4 separate regions of the Mus musculus genome follow, and regions 1, 2 and 3 are each linked to region 4. Evidence: chromatin contacts called from public HiChIP or PLAC-seq data. All regions are on one chromosome and are shown on one strand. Each heading gives the region's core, a stretch centred on a gene start, on an enhancer-like site or on the middle of the called end of the contact. The rest is flanking DNA. Distances are from core to core; before and after follow the strand shown.

The links. HiChIP or PLAC-seq counts read pairs in DNA pulled down with a chosen protein or histone mark.
Region 1: a contact with region 4 is called in an H3K4me3 HiChIP or PLAC-seq map of bone marrow-derived macrophages, with 2.7 times the contacts expected there. The contact joins the promoter of Hoxb4 here to the promoter of Cdk5rap3 in region 4. A contact is called at or near these places in 2 of 39 promoter capture datasets (pre-B cells and stem cell-derived epiblast-like cells), 9 of 115 datasets of contacts at active chromatin or transcription factors (bone marrow-derived macrophages, craniofacial prominence, embryonic hindbrain and 5 more) and 1 of 9 other capture datasets (liver).
Region 2: a contact with region 4 is called in an H3K4me3 HiChIP or PLAC-seq map of embryonic forebrain, with 5 times the contacts expected there. The contact joins the enhancer-like site here to the promoter of Cdk5rap3 in region 4. A contact is called at or near these places in 1 of 39 promoter capture datasets (hippocampal neurons), 4 of 115 datasets of contacts at active chromatin or transcription factors (cardiomyocytes, embryonic forebrain, embryonic midbrain and 1 more) and 1 of 9 other capture datasets (macrophages).
Region 3: a contact with region 4 is called in an H3K27ac HiChIP or PLAC-seq map of embryonic stem cells, with 5 times the contacts expected there. The contact joins the promoter of Ttll6 here to the promoter of Cdk5rap3 in region 4. A contact is called at or near these places in 1 of 39 promoter capture datasets (hippocampal neurons) and 3 of 115 datasets of contacts at active chromatin or transcription factors (embryonic forebrain, embryonic stem cells and pancreatic cancer cells).

The regions. Positions count from the first base shown.
Region 1 is chr11:96,316,885-96,319,584 of GRCm38.p6, reverse strand. Hoxb4 (homeobox B4) reads right to left here and starts at 1,318. Exons shown (of 2, transcript NM_010459.7): 1 at 362-1,318. The coding sequence starts at 815. It overlaps Mir10a (microRNA 10a), which reads right to left and starts at 2,420; the gene lies at 2,311-2,420. It also overlaps a transcript of Hoxb3 not described here.
Region 2 is chr11:95,989,926-95,992,674 of GRCm38.p6, reverse strand. All of the region lies in intron 2 of Igf2bp1 (insulin-like growth factor 2 mRNA binding protein 1), which reads left to right. Among named protein-coding and RNA genes, the nearest start is that of Igf2bp1, 15 kb to the left of the region's middle. Within about 2 kb of position 1,329, at least 117 of the 459 cell types and tissues checked have an H3K27ac peak or open chromatin away from gene starts, as enhancers often do. A contact at or near this core is called in embryonic forebrain, where this site is marked.
Region 3 is chr11:96,132,490-96,135,464 of GRCm38.p6, reverse strand. It overlaps Ttll6 (tubulin tyrosine ligase-like family, member 6), which reads right to left and starts at 1,679. Exons shown (of 15, transcript NM_172799.4): 1 at 1,504-1,679; 2 at 557-594. The coding sequence starts at 1,679.
Region 4 is chr11:96,915,214-96,918,252 of GRCm38.p6, reverse strand. Cdk5rap3 (CDK5 regulatory subunit associated protein 3) reads left to right here and starts at 1,739. Exons shown (of 14, transcript NM_030248.2): 1 at 1,739-1,869; 2 at 2,057-2,102. The coding sequence starts at 1,864.

The DNA of each region.
Region 1 (2,700 bases), core at 69-2,568, 600 kb after region 4:
TCCAGGAAGTTGATTCAACTCTGTGCTTAAATAGGGATTACCTCCTCCTCTTCCTTCTCCTCCCCTCCTCCCACACCCCTCCCCAACTTCCAACTTTACTGGGACTGCGAATCCCTGGCGAAAAAGTCGCTGGGAGAATGAAGAAGAGGATGACTTCAAAGGCGCAGGGCCCACTAGGCCATAAAAATTTATGGGCGATGTAATTATGTGGCTCTGAAAACAGGAGACCGTAAATCTCTGGCAATGGCGAGTTTATAGCGGGGACAATTGGCTTCCCCTCGCTCCCTCCCCCACATGCCTCGGAGGTCCCTTCACTGTAAAGCGCCGGGGGTGGGAGGGGAAGGGGTGCCCACGCACTCACCCGTGCTCACGTGAACTTTGCGCATCCAGGGGTAGACGACGGGCTCTTTGCACGCGGAGTGGGACGGGCTGGGATGCAGGGGGTTCTGGGCGCAGGGAGGCGGCGGGGGGCTGCTGCTGACCGCCTCGCTGCGCTGCCCGGGCTCCGGGAGGAGGGCCCCGGCTGTTGGCTGCACTGGAGCCCGAGGGGACAGCCCGGGCGGTGGCGGGGGCGGCGGGGGCGGCGGAGGTGGCGGGGGCCCGGGGTCTCGGCAGGCCGCGTAGCGCTGCACAGTGCACGGCGCCCGGCGCCCAAAGGCCGCCTCCGGCTGGAAGCCGCTCTCTCGCCTCTGGCCGCCGGCGTAGTACCCGGGCGAGTGGTCGCTGGGTAGGTAATCGCTCTGTGAATACTCCTCGCACGGAGGGAACTTGGGGTCGACATAGTTTGAGTTGATCAAAAAGGAACTCATAGCCATTAATTTCTGGGAATTGCCCACAAAATATACTAAAATTTATTCCGACCCCTGACTCGTTTTCCTGTTTCCGAAAGCCCTCCTACTTACTGTCAAGTGAACAAAGTTAGAGGCCCACGTGATCCTCCGAGCCAATGGCCACCCGGCCTGCGATTCCCGGATAAGGAAATCTGCTCACCCGGACCCTACTCCAGCCAAAGAGGTTTATTTCCCCTTCTCTACCCCTCCCCACCCACCCAACACCAGGATTTACATAGGGCTCCCGCGGGGAGACCCCCTCCTCGCCTGGCTTTCTCCACAACAGAGAGGGGTGATGAACTAAGAAAGAGTGAGCAGGTTAATTGGAGGGCCTGTTTGGGGGTGAGGGGGCTGGGCAGAGCACAAACCCTGCATCCCTCAGAAGTTGGGGCTGCGGGTGTAGCCCCCACCCCTGCCCTACCTAATCTCCACCAACCTTTCTCTGACTCCCATAGGGCCCCATCTCCTCCCCAGGATAAGAGGGAGCTCACGCACTAGGTGTCTGTGTGGGGTTTTAAGTGGTTGGCCGACCAGGGAGCGCCTTCTTGAAATGGGTACCCACTAGGTCATAGGGGCGCTGAGCTTGGGGCTTCTCAGTGCAGCCAGATGGGGAGGGGTAGGAGGTGAGTGAGGAGGCGTCGGGAGCTAGAAGGCGGGTGCGCAGAGGGACTTGTCAGAGATGAATGGAACCGCGAGCAGATCGATAGGAAATTCACGCACTAATTCGGGGAGACTTCGCCTTCCAAATCGCATTTAGCTGCACTATGAGCATCGGCTGTGTCCGTCAGTCTGTCCTCCTCAACACTCCCTCCCTTTAACCCACAAGGCCCAAGGTCAGAGGAACGGCTGGACTCCCTCCACTAAAGACAGAAGATACAATGAAACCAAACCAAACCCGCAAGTTCCTAAAACCAATTGAATAGTAATTTGCTAATTCCAGATTCGTCGAAGCAATGCTAACCAAGAGTTCTAATTGCCGCTAAAGCCGCCGCCTCTGTCAGTGTGGCAGAAAGAAATTTCACAACCTTGAATACTAAGTAAAGGAGCCCTAGCTGTGACGCCCCCACCAACATCACACGCACAAGAACACCCATGGCAACCTTATGTTTTCAGGGCATCTTGTCTTGAATTCAACGAAACAGCAATCTTCGCATCCTTTTAAAAAGCAAATTTCCTTTGCCTTTGCACACTGCAGCCTTCAGCAATCTTTTTTTCCTCCTCATGATTTCCAATAAAGCCCCCTGGACCCAGAATAAGAATAGGTAGGTTGGGGCTTAAAGATAAATTTTAAAACACCAGTAACATTAATCTCTTGAGTGAACAAGGACCCAAGCTTCCAGGGGTGTGCATGGGGACACCTCAGGTAGATGAGATTTCTCCCTCATTGGTTGAGGGAGGAAAAGAAAAGGAGTCTTCTTGAAGGCAGTCACTGGATTGTCCTCATTTAGAAAATAATCTATTTTTCTTCTGGGAAAGAATATGAGCGGAGTGTTTATGTCAACTACATATTCCCCTAGATACGAATTTGTGACCACAAAATTCCTTACACAAATTCGGATCTACAGGGTATATACAGAAGACAGACAGGTCTTCTTGGCCCAGGAAATTTCCAGTTCTCTTACTTTCCGTGCGTTCTTCTTTTGGGTGTGATCTGAATGTTTTCATTTTTATTTCGTTTTGTTTTAATTTTGAGATCTGGGAGCAGAAAAGTCACTGTGGGTCCGTTCTTGGGATTACAAGGGGTTTCAACTTTCTATTCAAAAAATAAAATAAGATTTTTTAAAAAGGCAGCTGTTGTGCAAAGGGACTCGAACCTCGTGGCTGCCGCGCGACTTTCGGTGGCGCATGAATTATTAGATGTAAACATTAG
Region 2 (2,749 bases), core at 80-2,579, 930 kb after region 4:
TCTGTGGTGGGATCCAGGGGTCATTGTTTATTTCCGGGCCTCTAGACTCCTCGCTTGGATCCTCCCCTTCTCCAGAAACTTGATCAATACCTGGGGAAAGCTGTGCAGGCCTTCCAGCCCTCATTGGGTACCTGCTTCCTGTCTCTAGTTACTTAATTTATTTAGTTTCTGTGGGGGGTGGAAGCAGGAGCCAGGTTCAGGGCAGACAGAGATGCCTTCTTCCTCTTCTTCCTCCGCCCCCTCCTCCCCCTGCAGCTAGGGATGAAGAGGTGACCTGTTAATGCCTACTGAGTCATAATTCTTAACTCATACATTGGTTTCTAGGGAGCACGAACGCATTACCCTGTTTTTCTGGGAAACAGGAACAAGCCTGTTGTCACTGGCCATTGCTTTGTTGGCTACTCAATCTCTCTGAGCCTCTATTATTATTATTATTATTAATTATTATTATTATTATTTTCGAGACAGGGTTTCTCTGTGTATCCCTGGCTGTCCTGGAACTGACTCTGTAGACCAGGCTAGCCTCGAACTCAGAAATTCGCCTGCCTCTGCCTCCCAAGCGCTGGGATTAAAGGCGTGCGCCACCACTGAGCTTCTCTTGCCACCTGGAAATGGAGAAGATCACATTAGCGTCATGTTCCAGGTTCATACATTTTTGTATGGAAGGGACCTTGTAAATTCAGTACATGCAAAGCTGCATCATTAAAATTGCATATTAGTAACATAATTGATGACACCCCAAAGGGATGAATAAGTAAGGTCTTTTTCACTCCCTATACTTTATTATCGGGACAAGGATGACTTCAATTATAACTTTGCTGTCGAGCTTCCTGGAATGCCCCCGAAGTTCTGCCCCACTCCCAGATCCCATTTCTGCCTCGTCTGTGGAAGGCCTCCCCATCCTGGTCCTGCCACCTTGGGCAGCCCGGACGGTGTCTCTTAGGATTGCCGCCTCCAGGGCCATTTTCTCCTCCCCAGCCTCAACGGCCCCACTCCCACCCTCTCCCCGGCTCCCCCTTAAATGTTTGCAGGCCGGTTAGCAGGCGGGAAGCCCCCTCCCCCACAGGACCACCTCAGTCACGGCCCTGAGCACGGGGAGGTCGGGTCTGGATTTACTAAAGAACTCGGGAGGGGGAGCCTGCCCCGCGCCGGCTGCCTGGCTGGCCGATGGGGTCGGGTTTCGGCCGGTGGCTCTGCAGAGGGAGAGGAGAGGGAGACAAAGGGCAAAGTCCCGGTCCCCACCCCCACCCCAGCCCCCAGCGCGGCCCCTCCCCCACGGGCCCTGCGCGGGCGACCGAGGGCCGCCGGGGCCCCTCAGGATCGGCTGAGCGTCCCCGGGTGCCCAGGGCGCCTTGGTGCGTGAACATTCTAGACTGTGGCAGGGGGCTGGGGCGCACCCTTGTCCCCCTCCCTGTGCAGTGCAGCAGCCCACCCAGGGGCTGGGTGGGGGGGGGGCGCTGGGCTTCCCTCCCCGGGGTGAGGTGAGGGGCTGGGGCGCAGGCCGGGCCTCTCAGCTGCTCGGCCTTCTCCATGGCGCGGCCTGCAGGGCTCCCCTCCTCCCCCAGCTGCTGCCACCTCCCCCACCTCAGCTGCCGCCGCCCTTCCCCGCCGCCGCCTCCGCCTCCTCCTCAGTTGCCCTGACTGCTCAGCTTTCCAACCCTCCCTGGCAGAAGGCTGTGTCCAGGGCTGGGTCCTCCGAGCTGTTGAAGACCCGCCTTTCTTCCTTGTCGGGGTGGCCGAGAGCCATTTTGGAAAACGTTGGTGGTCCAGCCTCCTAATCATCTCTGAACCTGGGGGACAGGGCCCTTTGGAGGGCGTTTTGCTTCCCCACCCAAATCCCAGCAGAAATCAGGATGGTGTGGAGAGGAGTTCTAAGAATTTGAGACCGGCCTTTAGCACTTGCTCTAAATGAACTCGCTCACCACCAACAGGTATTTGTTGGCAACTGGGCAGGAAGGACCAGTGTCCTTTCTACTGATAAATTATTTTTTAACCCTAAGGATTTTCAGCATTATGCTAATCCCTTTTCAGCAACAGGGTTTTGTGTTGTCTGCTTTCTTTTGAGATTGGCCTGGCTTCTTTGCTTGCCTCTGAGAACTCAACTTCAGAATCTTTGTCTTGAGAGAGCGTTCTCTTCCCAAGGTTCTCTTACATTTCATTTCCTTCTTCTCCCTCAGCCCATCATTTGGCTCCTAGGTTTCCTGAAGAGATGCTGGGCGGTGAGCTAAGATAACATGTTCAGTTGAGGGGTACTGGGGGATCAGCGAGGACCTGTCAGCTTATTAACCTTCCCCACTGCCTTGGGAAGACCCAAAAACTCTCTCCGCCATCAGGCTGACCCGGGTTAGTGGGGACAGTCCTACTGGGGGAACCCCTGTACCCACCCGGGAGGTTCATGCGGACAAACTCCTTTCTATGTGTTACTGTTCTTTATGCTTTAGTAAAGGCTCCGTCCTCACCCACCCGTCCCCAGGTTCTTCTGACCTCCCTTTTCCCCACTTTTTAGCTCCACTTGGCCAGACCCCTCCAGTTAAAAAGTTAAAAAGTAAAATTCTATTCAAAGCCTGGGGTTGGGGGAGGAGGTGGCAGTTAGCTCCAGCCGACCTGGAATTTGCCTAGAAGGCGATCAGCTACCTCAGAGCCTCTGTTTTAGCTTCTTCCGGGGCTGCGCCATGAGTAAGGGCTGGGGGTGGGGGTGGGGATAAACACAATTAAAAAACAAAACAAAACAAAAATAACCTTTGGGCTT
Region 3 (2,975 bases), core at 430-2,929, 780 kb after region 4:
AAAAAAAGTCTGGCAAGGGACAGAAGCAGGAAAGAGCTCTGTGCTGGGAGGTCCCTTTCTCACATATTGAAATTAGAGAGCTGGCTCCTTGGGACTGGAATGTCTTTGTAGATGGAGCAAAGAGTGTGGGGAATAGTGTTATTGAAGGGTACATCTGAGGCTACATGGGGTGAGTGTTAGACTCACCCTGGCTTCCCTTTCCCAGGAAAGAGTCCTCTAGCTTGTCTCCAAACATTAAACCCTGGATGCAAACTAATCCTTAACCATAACCAGGCTTAATCAGTGAGATAAACTAGTACAGAGGCAGGTGGGGGTCTGGGGGTGGGCAGCATTTGACATAGTTGAGTCTTGAGCTAGCCTGAGCTACACAGTGAAGCCCTGTCAACAAACATGTACGTAAATACGCAAGACTATGGGCTGTGCACAATGCCCCTGTGATTTTCAGGAGACTTCCAAGCATTCTGAGACCCTGTTTATCACCCTCGGGCATGCCCAGGACTGGCCCCTTCCCCACCCTTCAGTCTCCATCACAGACCCCTTGAACAGAGATACTTACCGCTGTCATACCGGCAGTTAGATAGATTGATCACCAATCATCTGGAAAAGAGAAAAGGGCAGACAGCAAGACACAGACAGATACCCAGGCCAGAACACAGGGCTGGGGCCAGACACATGTGTCCCAGTGGCCACACCAAGCCATGCACCTCACAGTTCCGTTACTCCATGTGTTACAATTGCCTTTGCTTGCGATTTTGTGTTAACACCATTGCCTCAACCCCCTTTTTAATTTTGTCAGTGATGGGACTTGAACCCAGGGCCTCCTGCCTGAAAGTGAGGCACTAGACACTAGGCTACACTCCCAGTGGTCCCTGTACTTTTACACCATCAGCCCATTGGGGACAGAAATTTTATTTTATTTATTTATTTTGGGGTTTGTTTGCTTGTTTGAGAAATTTTAAAAGGCACATATTTTTTACTAAAATATTGTCTCCCCCTTTCCACTAAGGGAAGCCATTTAGAAGATAGACAATACTCTCTTACAAGGCAAAGCAGAGTATTAACCCAGAAACGGAATGCGCAAGCTGCAGCTGCCAGCCGCCGGGGCTGGCAAGTCACTGTGGTCCTGTTACACTGCAAGTATGTGAAATTCCCAGGACACACGGGAGCTTGCGCTTAGGAAGGGAAATTTTTTCCTTGCTCCTTCAGCAAGGAGCTCCCTCTCCACCCAGTCTTTAAAAGGCATTGCAAACACAAATAGAAGGAAAAGTACAAGGTGTGATTCGAGGTTATGCACACTATTATGGGATGCCATAAAACAGAACACTGAAATTGGTGTGAGCCAGAGGAGACAAGCCCTGTGTCCCCTTTTCCTCTCATCAGCCAAGACCTTCTTCCCTTGGGCCCTTCCTGCTCTTATCAACACCGACACCACACACACACACACACACACACACACACACACACACACACACGCCCCGAAACTCCTCGTTTTTCAATACTAACCTTTTTTTCTTCCTCTTTTTCTTACCATGCTGCTGTGCGTTCTGGAGCCTCTTTTGTGTGTTCTCTCTCACAAAAGCCAGGGTGACAAATTCTTTTAGCTCCTCCAGATCTTCTGTGGAACTCTCCTCCCTCTCTTCAGCCCCTTCCTCACTTTCCGAAGTCAGGCACTGTAGCATCTTCCTAGCCCTGGAGGAGGCTCTGGGGAAACATCAGTCCTCCCTGGAGAGAAGGCAGAGCGATCAGCAGTTGTGTGGGTCCACCTGAAGGGGGCGCTCCTCCCTTGCTCATGTCCGTTCCCAAACAACTGGTTGTAGTTTATAAAAAATGCTCCCCGCTCCAAATGCGCGCTTGGTGCACGCTCAGGGAGAGAGCTAGTTCCACCTTTGGCAAAGACTCTGACCTTGGGGACTCACCTAGCCAACCCTAGCTTTGGTTTTGGCCATCTGGGGTTTTCTGAAAGAGGCCGAGCTGCTGCTATGCGCTGTACCACCTGGTAAACAATCTTATTATTAAAGTCAGAGTGCGCCTGGAGACAGCCTCAGAACTCAGCTTCAAGCCTTTCTATCTGAGGGACTGAGTCCCGAGGGGGCAGTGGAGGTGGGCTGAGTTCTGTTAACCCTTACAGTGCTGCATTCGACTTCCCACAAGGCAAGATGCAGGCACGAATAAGATGCACAGGCGGCTGTGAATCAACAGATGTCCGTTCCCAACAATACTGAGAATGGAACTAAGAGCTTCTGGAAAACTAGTACTCTTAACTGCTGAGATCTCTCTCTCTCTCTCTCTCTCATTCTCTCTCTCTCTCTCTCTCTCTCTCTCTTTCTCTCTCTCTCTCTCTCTGTCACACCACACACACACACACACACACACACACACACACACACACAGCGTTCTGCCTTCACAGTTCTTTAGGAGTACAGTCTCTGCCTCTGCCTCTGCCTCTCTGCCTCTGCCTCTTCCTCTCTGCCTCTGCCTCTCTGCCTCTGCCTCTGCCTCTGCCTCTGCCTCTCTGCCTCTCTGCCTCTGCCTCTGCCCCATCTGCCTCTGCCTCTCTGCCTCTGCCTCTGCCTCTGCCTCTGCCTCTGCCTCTGCCTCAGCCTCTGCCTCTGCCTCTGCCTAACCCAGATTTTCCTGGCCCCGTTCAGATCACAGCCCTCACACCAAGGCTCATATGGCCATAAGGCCCATTTCACAAGGCTCCCACCTCCTCCCTTCTCCTCCCCACCAACCTCCACGCCTTTAATGCCCACACTCCAGCCTCTCTCTCCTTTAGTGCCCACAGGCCTCTCTCCTTTAGTGCCCACATGCCAGCCTCTCTCTCTCCTTTAGTGTCCACAGGCCTTTTGCCATCTACTTGCCTGCCCTGCTCATACACATCCTTTGGATCAAAGCTTTTAAAAATGAATATCTTTATCTTTCAGTTTATTGCTGAAATCATGTTAAATAAAGGAGGCCTTAAAGCTGGGAGGGCA
Region 4 (3,039 bases), core at 490-2,989:
AGGTCTGCAGGGTCACTGGGATTATGTCTTTCTCTCATCCTTTCAATCTTTCCACTTCTTGTTCAAATCTGAAGCCCGCCCTTGAACGGAGCTGCCACGACAACTCAGTTTGTGACTTTCCAAGCTGTCTTTCTTTTCAGGCTAATGACTGTCTGCAGTCTAAATACAGACTTGAGTACCTTCTGCACACTGTCCGCTTGACAGTCCCCAGCATTGCCAACTCCACAAGTTCAAAGCCCCTCCTCTCCAACACATGCTCCACAACTGGTGTCATTATCTCAGGTGGTGGCACTCCCACTCAACACTTCAGTGTCATCTTTGTGTGTGTGTGTGTGTGTGTGTGTGTGTGTGCTTTGTTTTTGGAGACAGGGTTTCTCTGTGTAGGTCTGGCTTTGCTGGAACTCACTTTGTAGACCAGGCTGAATTTGAACCCAGAAATCTGCCTGCCTCTGTCTCCCAAGCGCTGGGATTGAAGGCGTGTGCCGCCACTGCCCAGCTTGAGTGTCATGTTTGAGTCCTCCCTCCTCACCCATTTGGCCAATCTATTGCCAACGCCTGTCTGTTTTCCTCCTAAATTCTGCTTATCTCCTCCCTACAGCTTCTGACCTAGGTGAGGCCCAACCTCTCCCTTACAGCCTCCTAGTTGCTCTGGACACAGCCTTATTGCCCATTAGCCCATCCTCCTAACCAATATGTGTTATGTCCTTCCTTGTACCAAACCCTTCAGTGGTTCCTCTCTGTCTGCAGTGTGAAGTCCAAGTTCCTTAATGAGGGACTCTTTGTTACGATCCTTATATTTTTACAGCCTCCTCCCGGGTCACTGCCTTAAACCTTTTACTGTATAGAGGTGGGTCTGAGGTCAGCTATAGGTGGGAGACCTGTGTAGTGTCCTCTTGAGATCCCTCGTGAAACAAGGGACCTTGCACTTCACTTTGTCTTGGACCACGTATATTTTGCCGGTCTCCCCTGCTTGTCTTTCCCTGAACCACTCTTGCAGCTGTAGTTTTAAAGTTTGTGCAGTCTCTTCCATCAGAAACAGCCTTTCCACTCCACCAGGAACACCCGCCATCATCCTTCCTTCTGCAACTTTTTTTTTTTTTTTTTTTTTTTTTTTTGGCTTTTCGAGACAGGGTTTCTCTGTATAGCCCTGGCTGTCCTGGAACTCACTTTGTAGATCAGGCTGGCCTCGAACTCAGAAATCCGCCTGCCTCTGCCTCCCTGCTGGGATTAAAGGCGTGTGCCACCACGCAACTTTTTGTTTACTATTCAATGAGTGTTGCTTCCTCTCCCTTCCCTGTCCCAGTCGTCCAACAAGAATCGGGTGCTCAAAAATCGTATTTATCATAAATGGGAGGACAAAATGTGACGAGAGCCTCAAGAGACCTGTGACCTTCTATATGTGGTAAAGGGAGAAAATGGTGGGAAGAAAGTATTTTTTTTAACTACTTTCGAAACGCCATCGGGAAGGTGCTAGGACCTGTTCCGCGCATGTGTTCGTTCTCTAGCTGGGGGCTCCGCGCCAGGCTGATGAAAAAGCAGCCTAAAACGGCTCTTGGGTGCCCCCTACCGCCATCGTGCAAGTGTAACATCCCTTCCTGGAGATCACCCGGCCGGAGCCCGCCTCTCGCCTTCCATTGGCTGTCAGCTATTCTCCCGCCCCTCCGGTACTCAACCAATCAGAACATCGTGATGGGCGGGGCTTTCAGCAGAGGGGCGGAGCGTGGTCTTGGATTGGCTCCGCTGAAGACGGCGACGTGGCTGAAGGAGGCCGGTTTGTTTCGGAACTGAGGCTCAAGCACAGCCGCTCAGGATTGGTGCTAGGCTGGGCCGGGGTCTTTGGCCGGAAGCGGAAGTGGAGAAAGGATGCAGGTGTGGGGACCAGGGCTGGAGAAACTGGGTCTTCTCTGGGATTCCTGTCCTGCCTCCTCAAGTCCTCCCGTCCTCTGTCGGGTGCTCTGCCCCTGCAGGGTGGCGGTTGGACTCGTGGAATGAGCGCGCGCGAGGCGCATCGCCTTCCCGCGTTCACGCCCTCCCTCCCGGTCGTATTTCCCACCAGGACCATCAGCACGTGCCCATCGACATCCAGACCAGCAAGCTGCTCGGTAGGAGAGGGCGCCCCCGCGCGGTCGGCTCTCGGGGGAGGTCTGCTAGTTGCCCCCTGTCACCAACCAGCAGCCAGGAGCTGTGAAAGTCCCAGCTGAGGTGCTTTACTCCAGCGAACTGTTTGCTCTGCAAGGAAGGAAGCATGGAAAGTCTGTACTGGCTCCGTGTTTTCTACTTTTAACGTTTCTCACGTAGTATCAAATCGTATTCAGGCACACAGGACAAATGGATAGTGTTAAAGATGGACAGTTAAGCAAATGGCTGATCCATTTGAAACCTAAGTCTGTTTGGTTCTGTCTTCATGCATTTTGCATTATTTGGGGTGGGTAATCCTCTCCCATCTATTTAAAAAGTTTCTCTCCTTGGATTTAGGGAGAAGAGGGCCCTAAGACTCACATACAGACCTTTTATGCCAACCATGGTGGTTCACACTGGTAACCATAATACTTGGGAGGCCGAGGCAGGAGGATTGGTGGCAGTTCTCAGACAGCCTGGCTTGCATAGCAAGTACCAGCCTAGTACTCCCCGCCCCCCACCCCCACCCCCCCAAAAAACCTTTAGTCTTAGCACTCAGAAGGCAGAGGCAGGCCTTGGCCACATAGCAAGCACCAGGGCAGCCAGGACTACATGGAGAGACACTATTTCAAAAGAAAATGACAGAGAGACAAGAAGACCTTTTAGTGACCAGGCAGTCTCTGCATCTGGCTTACATCCCTCATTCTGTCACTTCTGGGGGTGTGTACAGCCCCTGGCCCTTGTGTTCACCAGATACGCCAGTCCACTGGTAACACGTCCTTAAGAGGGTGTTTGCCGACCTCAGCCCCTGGAGGAATTCTGGTGTCTGCTGTTTTCCTTTCTGACAACTTGAGAAGAACTCAGAGTCAGAATTTCTGATACTGTTGTTGCTTGAGAGAAATTAAGCGGTTGAAAGATTTG